Linked DNA regions of Mus musculus: all the other regions are linked to region 2. Evidence: chromatin contacts called from public promoter capture Hi-C data. All regions are on one chromosome and are shown on one strand. Each heading gives the region's core, a stretch centred on a gene start, on an enhancer-like site or on the middle of the called end of the contact. The rest is flanking DNA. Distances are from core to core; before and after follow the strand shown. Region 1 holds the start of Il27ra (interleukin 27 receptor, alpha). Region 2 holds the start of Farsa (phenylalanyl-tRNA synthetase, alpha subunit). Region 3 holds the start of Asf1b (anti-silencing function 1B histone chaperone).

What was found. Promoter capture Hi-C pulls out the DNA fragments that hold promoters and counts their contacts.
Region 1: a promoter capture Hi-C map of embryonic stem cells shows a contact between it and region 2. The contact joins the promoter of Il27ra here to the promoter of Farsa in region 2. A contact is called at or near these places in 14 of 39 promoter capture datasets (the 3T3-L1 cell line, the C10 cell line, cranial neural crest and 9 more), 2 of 115 datasets of contacts at active chromatin or transcription factors (embryonic limb bud and fetal liver) and 1 of 9 other capture datasets (adipose tissue).
Region 3: a contact with region 2 is called in a promoter capture Hi-C map of cranial neural crest. The contact joins the promoter of Asf1b here to the promoter of Farsa in region 2. A contact is called at or near these places in 3 of 39 promoter capture datasets (cranial neural crest, hippocampal neurons and pre-B cells), 2 of 115 datasets of contacts at active chromatin or transcription factors (bone marrow-derived macrophages and embryonic stem cells) and 2 of 9 other capture datasets (adipose tissue and liver).

What each region holds. Positions count from the first base shown.
Region 1 is chr8:84,040,809-84,043,935 of GRCm38.p6, reverse strand. Il27ra (interleukin 27 receptor, alpha) reads left to right here and starts at 1,361. Exons shown (of 14, transcript NM_016671.3): 1 at 1,361-1,486; 2 at 1,732-1,849; 3 at 2,847-3,004; 4 at 3,105-3,127. The coding sequence starts at 1,402. It overlaps Rln3 (relaxin 3), which reads left to right. Exons shown (of 2, transcript NM_173184.1): 2 at 605-869. The coding sequence ends at 843.
Region 2 is chr8:84,855,204-84,858,333 of GRCm38.p6, reverse strand. It overlaps Farsa (phenylalanyl-tRNA synthetase, alpha subunit), which reads right to left and starts at 1,348. Exons shown (of 13, transcript NM_025648.3): 1 at 1,153-1,348. The coding sequence starts at 1,299. It overlaps 1700122E12Rik (a long non-coding RNA gene), which reads right to left. Exons shown (of 3, transcript XR_106144.5): 3 at 1,669-3,103.
Region 3 is chr8:83,954,004-83,957,318 of GRCm38.p6, reverse strand. It overlaps Asf1b (anti-silencing function 1B histone chaperone), which reads right to left and starts at 1,625. Exons shown (of 4, transcript NM_024184.2): 1 at 1,382-1,625. The coding sequence starts at 1,490. It overlaps Gm10644 (predicted gene 10644), which reads left to right and starts at 1,986. Exons shown (of 5, transcript NR_169070.1): 1 at 1,986-2,216.

The DNA.
Region 1 (3,127 bases), core at 112-2,611, 810 kb after region 2:
TGTGCCTGCCTCAAAACAGTAGCTCTATGGCTAAATGGCTGTGTCCTCACACAAGCCTGATGAGGAGCCAGGGTCCCAATTAGTGAATAGTAAGTAGGTGGCAACAGCAGCAAACTCAGTAGCTGTCACTGAGAGGCTGGAAGAAGTGAATTCGGTAAAGCAAACAAGACGGTCAATAAATGATCAGTGTTCACTTGAGTGCTCCTCATGTATCCCATAGTATTGTGCTTTTGCGGGCATCCAGTCTGATACTCCTGACAAAGCCAAAAAAAAAAAAAGTAGAAGTTATTATTATCTCCCCTCCCCCTCCCCTGCTTTGTGGAAAAGAAAACTGAGCCTAGGAGGGAGACGGAAGTAATGTCATTTACTATTCTGATTTAGGGAGCCTAGCTCCCAAATGCATATTTTCATCTACGCCGTCCACATTAAATAAAGAATCGCATGAACTCAGTGACAGGAAAGTCCAGCTTAGCACTGAAACTGACAACAGAGCCAGCATTTGAACCCTCGAGGGGATGAAATCAAACTCAGAACCGCAACCTTGATCCTCCAGACTGGAGATGTAAGTGGGCTAAGCCCTGATTCTTCCTCTTTGCTTTTGCAGGGGACTTCTTCGCTGATGGAGAAGCCAATACAGACCACCTGGCCAGCGAGCTGGATGAAGCGGTGGGCTCCAGCGAGTGGCTGGCCCTAACCAAATCCCCCCAGGCTTTCTACGGTGGTCGAGCCAGCTGGCAAGGGTCACCTGGAGTGGTTCGGGGCAGCAGAGATGTGTTGGCTGGCCTTTCCAGCAGTTGCTGCGAGTGGGGCTGTAGCAAGAGCCAAATTAGCAGCTTGTGCTAGGATCAGGGTTGAGCAATGGAGAAGCGGGCCGTGCCTGCAAGCTGCTGTCAGCTGTGCGATGTTCAAGAGCATTCCTACAGGCGAGGCACCAAGGGGTCCACTGTCTCCTTACAGACCCTCTGCCAAGATGCATACACTACTTGCCAACCTTTCCCCACCTTGCTGCCGGCCCCTCCTCTATCCAGCCAAACAGAAACTTGTTTTTCATGGCTGAGTTCTTCCGTGCCACAACCTCACCCCCAGCAGCCCAGCAGCAACCAGATGCCCATCTTCTTAAACTGGCTACACTAGAGTCTGCCCCACCTCCACCCTCAGTCCGGCCCTAATTGTCGCCACTGTCCCTGGCTAACCTCCCCCCCACCCCAAAACAGAGCCCCTGGTCCTCAGTACTCAGACTTCCTCACCACATAAAATAAAGGTTCAGTTCTGAGCATTTGCACGCGTGCGTATCATTGCTGGGGGTGGGCGGATTTGGGGACTTCCCGCCAGGGGCGGGGTGGCTTCCTTCCCGCAGGCTGTAAGCCCCAAGCCTGGTGGTGTCACTTGTCCCTGGGAGCCATGAACCGGCTCCGGGTTGCACGCCTCACGCCGTTGGAGCTTCTGCTGTCGCTGATGTCGCTGCTGCTCGGGACGCGGCCCCACGGTGAGCAGCTTCGTGAGTGGCTGGCTCGGGGTCACAGTTGTAGGGCATCGGGAACTGGGCGACAACAGGATGTAGCAGGTCGGAAAGGGGCCCGGGACTCCCTCTGCGCCATCCCAGCACGTGCCAGGCCCTGCGCTCCGGTACTGCACTACCACTGTACCAGAGGATGGACGCATCCACAGTCCAGCAAGTTCAGGCCCCGGGGAACTTGACCACGGTCCTCTCGGCTCTCTGCGCCCCTGCAGGCAGTCCAGGTCCACTGCAGTGCTACAGCGTCGGTCCCCTGGGAATCCTGAACTGCTCCTGGGAACCTTTGGGCGACCTGGAGACTCCACCTGTGCTGTATCACCAGAGTCAGAAATAGTGAGTACCCTGGAGTGGTCTAGGGGAAACTGAGGACGGAAAGTGGTCACTCAGATTTCAAGCGAATTTTGTTAAGAGGATCACCGCCCGCCCCTCAGTCCGGCTACTGAGAATTCGGTCCACACTCTCACAACCCTCAGGCTAGCCCACTCATTCCCTTATGGCATAACTCAGGTCTGACCACTTTCCCTCTCTCAACCCCCACCCCCACCCCCACAGTAATGACGGCACAGGCCTGCCATGATTGATTCTGCCCATCAGCACGGTAGGCACATGGCAAAGAAAAACTGCTGAGCACTAGAAAGCAGGTTAATATCGTTGTTGTACGACATCGGGCAGGTAACTTGAATTTCTGAGTTCACTCTAAGCAGCATGGTGACACACACCTGCAAACACAGCTCTTGGAAGATGGAGGCAAGAAAATCAGGAGTTCAAGAGCGACCTCAGCTTCACAACAAGTTTGAGATCAGCGTGGGCTGTAAGAAACTGTCTCAAAAAAAAAAAAAAGTCAGTGTAGCGCTTGTAATCACAACAACAATAGCTGGTTCTGGTATGGTTTGGGGTTCAGGGTCCAGGGGAGAGTGTATCTGGAAACTTCATTTCAATTGCGCTAAGTAAAGGACAAAGAAAAAGCACCTTGGGAGGAGCCCCGGGGAACAGCATGTTTTCTGAGACAGGGTCTTACCCTGTGAAGCTGGCCTCTAACAATCCTGCTTTCGTCTCCTGTGTGCTGGGATGACAGCTGTGAACTGTCGGGTGTAAACTGTCAGTCACCCGGCCCACTGTTGAGTTCTTTCAGAAAGTAGGTGTACTGCATACATTTTAAAGAAGAACAGAGAGGTTAAGTCACTCTCCTCAGGTCACGGTGTTGACTTAAGAGCAAGGGATTCAGACCCCAAGCAGAGCAGGGTGAGGCATGAAGTTGGTGCAGGGCTGGAAGCTTAGCCTGGGGCTTAGGCTGTGCCAACGAGCATCTCTTCCCAATCTCTCCTCACAGCCATCCCAATAGAGTCTGGGAGGTGAAGGTGCCTTCCAAACAGAGTTGGGTGACCATTCCCCGGGAACAGTTCACCATGGCTGACAAACTCCTCATCTGGGGGACACAAAAGGGACGGCCTCTGTGGTCCTCTGTCTCTGTGAACCTGGAGACCCAAAGTAATGAAGCGTGGGCGGGGGTGGGGGGGGGCATAGTGCAGGGAGCGTGGGAGGGTGGCTGAAGGCCTGAGCTCAGTGCACTCTGGCCTCCCATTTGCAGTGAAGCCAGACACACCCCAGATC
Region 2 (3,130 bases), core at 99-2,598:
CAACTCCTAGTATAGTTCTCCATTCTTCTCCTGAGATAAAGACACACAAAGCAGGCTGTGCATGGTGGTAAAATCGTGTAATCTTAGCTGTTGGGAACCTGAGGTAAGGAAAGCTCGTGAACTCATACACAGTGAGTTCAAGGCCAGACTGGACAGTGAGGGCCTGTTTCAAGGTTAAAAAGTATCCCAGCATTCGAGAGGCGGAGGCAGGTGGATCTCTGTGAATCTGAGGCTGGACTGGCCTACATAGTGGCTTACAGCATATCCAGGGCTATGTAAGGAGACCCAGCCTGAAAAACTGAACAAAGACAGTAAAAACCTACAAAAAATTTTTAAAAAGAAAAAAGTACAAAGTGTGGTGGAGAGGTGCTTCAGTGGTTTAAGAGCAATAGCTCCTGCAGAGGAACCAGGTTCAAGTCCCAGCACCTACATGGAAGCTCACAGCCATCTATGACTTAAGTTCCCACCCTCTTCTGGTTTCCTCCAGCTTGTGGTGCACATAACTTAGGCAGGCACACATATATACATAAAAAACAATAACTCTAAGAGGGTGAGTATTGGTGGCATAAGCCTTTTATCCCAGCTCTCTGAAGACACATGGATCTTGGTAAATTGGAGGCCAGCCTGGTCCAGATAGCAACCATATTTTTAGGGTGTAGCTTTTGACTAGCAGCAGAAGGCCCTAACATGGAGATAAAAGGGGAAAACAGGAACCTTACAGAACCATTTAATTCTGCCCTGATGGTCTCTGCGGCCTATAATCCCACACCAATGCCCTGCCACTGATGTCTTGGATGCCATCGTTTTCCTCCATTGGCCTCGAGTCAGTTTCCATCTGTACCTGATCCCGGCTCTCTGTCCCGCAACGCTAAGTCAACTGTCACAGCTAGTTCTCTGAGCCTTCATATCACTCTGGTCATTTGTGTTTCCCCATTAGATTGCAACCCCTTTCCGGGAAGCGACTCGTCTTGTCACACCCCTACATGTGCCATGTTTTCGCCTTAACAGACATTAGTCACTTGAGAAACGAAAACTGTTCCAGACTTCCCACCAGCGCACCCCACGGTGCACCAGCACGTAATGTCCCTTCACCAGAAATAATGGGGCTGCCGGTATGAAAGCGAGGCCGAGCCGCGGCACGCCTGGACTCACCTCACCCAGAGCTTGAAGGCTCTTCACTGCGCCCACCACCGCCTGGTGCTCCACACCCAGCTGCGTAGCCAACTCCGCGCTGTCCAGACCGCCATCAGCTACCTCCAGCCGCCGCAGCAACAGCTCCAAAACGGGATTATCCGCCATGGCTACTCCCAGCGTGCTTGGCGTGTGCAGGCCGCCGGACCTGACTAGGGGACCGGAACTGGAACCGGAAGTCGCGATAGCGCGTGCGTTGCCATTTTTAGTGTGGCGCAAAGGGCGACTTGGAAGCTGGTCGTCGCCATCTTAAGTGTGGCAAATGAGCCTCAAATGTACTTAAGGGATTCAGGATGCTGCATGTAGTTTGACCCCAGTGGCTTTTAGTTAACTAGTGAAGTCAATTTGATGACTTGAAGGGCAAAAGTAGTTTTCTTTTGGGATTTTTGTTTTATATCTTGAAACAGGTCTTCTTTAGCAGAGGCTAGACTTGACCTCCTCATCTCCTGCCTACTTCTCCCAAGTGCTAGGATTACAGACAATCACTCTAAGGCTTGACTGAAATTCTATTGGTTTCCCCCAATAATTTTCATCCAGCCACCACTAGCAGGCTCAGATCACTGCCATCCTTCAAGAATTCTCAGCCGGGCAGTGGTGGTGCGTGCCTTTGATCCCAGCACTTGGGAGGCAGAGGCAGGCAGATTTCTGAGTTCGAGGCCAGCCTGGTCTACAGAGTGAGTTCCAGGACAGCCAGGGTTACACAGAGAAACCCTATCTCGAAAAACCAAAAAAAAAATTTTTTTAAAAATCTCTCTTACCTAGAGAGAAGGTGGCACTGAGTGGTGGGCTTCAGGCATGACCATTCTATTGATGTTTTTGTTGTTTTAGATTTATTCACTTTATTTTTATGTGTGAGGTTTTTGTCTGTATATATGTCTATGCACCATATGTGTGCATGGTGGCCTCAGAGGTCAGAAGATGGCCATCAGATCACATGGAACTGAAGCTTTGGAAGTTTGTGAACCATCAAGTGGATTCTGGGAATTGAACTATGGTCCTATGCAAGAGAACTTAACAGCTTAATACTTAATATTTAACAAGCGCTCTTAAGAGCTGAGCCATCTTTCCAGGGCCCCACTCTACAGATGTTAACTTTTTTTACATTTTCAAAAGGAATCTGGGTAGGGAACCATATATGTTTAGGGAGGAGGGATTCACTTAAGACAGTCACAAAGCCTGCTGACCTGCATGGAGTACTTCAGGGATTTTAAGTTCTCCCTAAAATTCATAATGTAGATACTATATAAATCTCTTCTACTTTACAAGAGAAAAAATGAGGCTTGGAGTTAGAGAGATGGCTCAGTACTTAAGAGCATTGACTATTCCTCCACAAGTCCTGAGTTCAAATCCCAGCAACCATGTGGTGGCTCACAACCATCTGTAATGAGATCGGATGCCCTCTTCTGGTGTGTCTGAAAACAGCTACAGTGTATATATATTAAATAAATCATTAAAAAATGAGGCTCAACTCTCTTTGCCCCATCTACTGCGAGAATGAAGACCATTCTCAGCAATCAGACTGTCGACATTCCAGAAAATGTCGACATCACTCTGAAGGGGTGCACAGTCATTGTGAAGTGGCCCCAGGGGGACTCTGTGGAGGGACTTCAATCACATCAATGTGGAGCTGAGTCTTCTTGGAAAGACAAAGAAAAGGCTCCGGGTTGACAAATGGTGGGGTAACAGAAAGGACCTGGCCACTATCAGAACCATCTGCAGTCATGTTCAGAACACTATCAAGGGTGTGTTACACTGGGCTTCTGTTAGAAGATGAGGTCTGTATATGTTCATTTCCCTATGAACATCATTGGTTGAAATCCGAAATTTCTTGGGTGAAAAACCCATCTGCAGGGTTTGGATGAGGCCAGGTGTTGCTTGTTCTCTCTCTCAAGCCCAGAAGGATGAGTTAATCCTTGAAGGAAATGACATTGAACATGTT
Region 3 (3,315 bases), core at 376-2,875, 900 kb after region 2:
TTAATCTATCAGCTCCTTATATCTCCTCTTGGCTTCCAAATAAATCGTATTCCACACTGTTACTCTACCTTTTATTTATTTATTTACACCCTGCCTTGTTCCAGTAAGGATTTAACCCAGCTTATTCTATAGTTAGTCATAAGTAGATTCATTTAAACTTAAGGGGTAAGAAACTAGGGAGAGGCTGAGCCACTGACCCACCCCAAGCACACACATAGCAGCTCCAAGTGAACAGGAGTGGCTGGCCTTAACTGAATACCACCAACAGCCACCAAGAGGCACTAGTTGCCACAGCCTAGGCTCTCAGAGCTCCACCTCCTCAGCTGCTACATCCTTTCAACACTCAGTAGAGAAATGGTCTCGTGGAGTGTTGAAAGCAGGTCCTCTGAAAACAGGACTTGCCTTTTGCTGGGGAGCTGAGAATCCAAAGTGACTTCACAGTTTACATGTTCATGGATTTATTTGAAAGTCTTTTGCTCTTTATGGCTCTTGTTCTCTCATCTGTGTGATGAGAGCCATGTCCACCTTTATGTCCCACAGATGAATTAAGTCATTCTGTGAAAGATCCACAAAAGCCCGTGGCCTCCCAGTTGATGGAAGTTGGATCCCATCCCTGTTTGGTCAGTCCACCCACTCCCCAGACAAGGTCAGCCCATCAAAAGGGATGAGGGGTTCCTTGCACTGAGTTAGCTGGCAGCTAGTAGAAATCTCAGAAACTGGAAGAGGCCTGCCTGGCTGTGGCACCCCTCACCTCAGGACATTCACCCAGACCAGGAGCTGGGGAGACCAAGTTACCTACAAAGCCTGGAGTCAGAAGCCCCCATCTCTCCTCAGAGGGAGCTCAGACATAGGATCTGGGACTAACCTAAAGGAAGAAGGCTTATAGGCAACACCATGTTGTTACGGTTGGCAAGCAGGAGTTGTGGGGGACAAATCTGGAGTTGTCTGGGGAGGGGGTTTTTGGGAGCCATGGGGTGAAGAAGGTCTTGACATGGGCGGACAGGGCAACAGAAGAGTCTGGCTGCTTTGTAGGAAAAGATACCCACAAGGAAAAGGGGGGGGGACGGGACTGGAGGTTGGGATTCCATAGGACACGTGGATGGTTTCTTAGGAGGAAGGGCATCAACGCGGGGTCTAGCCATAGGGAAAAGGCGTGGCTGCGGGTCTCCAGGGAAAGCGTACAAGGACAAGCGGTGCAAGACGAAGGGTGACGAGGCCTCCACCAGACAATGTACACTGGACAGAGCCGGCTCCACCGAGAGACCGGAGCTGGGCCATGGAGGCGTATCTAATGGGAGATCTAGTTGGCCCCGGGAGATTGGGGGTGGCGAAACCCCGAGGGCAGGAGGGTCTGGGGTCCCCGGCTCAGGCCCGGCCTCACCGTCAGACAGGGCCTCACTGCATTCGAAGCTGATCTCGAACCGGAAGGGGCTGTGGAAAGGGCTCGGGTTCTCCAGCACAGCCACATTCAGCACCGACACCTTGGCCATCACCGCGCCCGGGAGCCGCAGCTGCTGTGGAGACTTCTTCACAGTGACTTGCGACAGAGAAGAAGGGGGGGACGACAGGACGGAAACCTCCCTGCGTCTCCCAACTCTTCCCTCTGAAGCGCTCCTCCGCTCAGCGCGCTCCCTTCAAATAGCCGGCTCCGCCTTCCAGCCAATCGCCGCTAAGGACCGATGACGGCGCGAGCCATCAGCCAATCTCGAGGCGTCTTCAGGCGCGCGCCTGGACCCTCAGACCAATCAGAGAAGCTCCCTCTTCACGGGCCCCAGGAGGCGGAACGTTAATCTCTTAGCTTCGTAAAGGTCTATCGGGAACCAATCCCTGGAGTCTCCGACTGGAATAGCTCGCTCCGGGGTGGGCGGAGTTAGAGCGCGGAACTTCTCTTGTCCAATCCCAAGGGTTACCGCACCGGCATCCCCCGCCCCTCGTTCCGCTTTTCCGGTAGACGCACCTCACAGAGAGCAGCGCCACCAACGGCCGAACGGTGGCGCGCGACTCTCACTAAAACGCGCTGAGAAGACGGCACTCGCACTCGCAGTGATTGAGTATCGATCGTGGGCGTGGCCGTAAGCGGGTTTCTGAGACGTGATTGGCTATTATGGTGGGCGTGAGGAACGCCGGGCTGGAGAGCTGTGGAAATCGCACACCCTCACAGTGAAAAGCTTTAAGGAGGAGAGAGTGGCCTGGGCGGTTTAGGCGGCTGTCAGCAGGTGAGCGTTTCTGGGGACTACCCTGAGGGGTTCCTACCTTTGAAAATCATGGTCGAGGAGACTGTCGAGAAGGTTTAGATCACCCCTGAGACAAGATGGCGTAGCGATGAGAGGGGATACAGGATCGAGTCTCAGTCCGAAGGGAGTTCTGGTTCGTGGACAGACCAGGGTTTGAATCCTGCCTCTGCACTCTGTCTTTCAGCCCGGGCTCGGTGACGCACGCTTTTTATCCCAGCACACGGGAGGCAGAGGCAGGTGGACCTGTGAGTTCGAGGCCAGCCTGGTCTGCAGAGCAAGTTCTAGGACAGCCAGGGCTACACAGAGAAACCCTGATCCAAAACCAAACCAGTTAACTGCCGCTGTCTGTGAAACTTACCTTTTCTCCTTACTTTCTGGTTCTTTATACCCTGTCATAGCTTCTTACACAACCTTTACCAATCACATCTTTTAAAGGTTAAAACAAAATGGAAAGGTAGATGCGTGCCATTAATCTCAGGACTCAGAGGTAGGCAGACTTCTGTGGGCCAGCCTGATCTACACAGTGAGTTTGGGGAAGTAAGTAAATTAGTTTTCATACTTGGCCAATGCAAAAAGGCCAAGAAGCAATGAATATGATTTTTAATAGACACTTAACTAAATAGGACAAAAATAATCATTTCAAATATGACCATTCTAAAAACACCAATGAGCTATCCTGCACCTTTTTACTCATTGAGAAGTCTTTGGGATCCTGTATGTGTTTCACATTTCAAACAGGTCTGTAACCTAGCATGGGACTGTCCACTTTTATTTGAAAGAGGTATCTGACCTTTTATATTTCACAAAATTTATAGTTGAAAATGTAAGGGGCTGGTGAGATGGCTCAGCAGGTAAGAGCACCCGACTGCTCTTCTGAAGGTCCTGAGTTCAAATCCCAGCAACCACATGGTGGCTTACAACCATCTGTAACAAGATCTGACTCCCTCTTCTGGTGTGTCTGAAGACAGCTACAGTGTACTTACATATAATAAATAAATAAATATTAAAAAAAAAAAGAAAATGTAAGCCAGTAATTTCAGCACTTAGGAGGCAGGTTAGGAGTTCAAGGCCATTCTTGTGA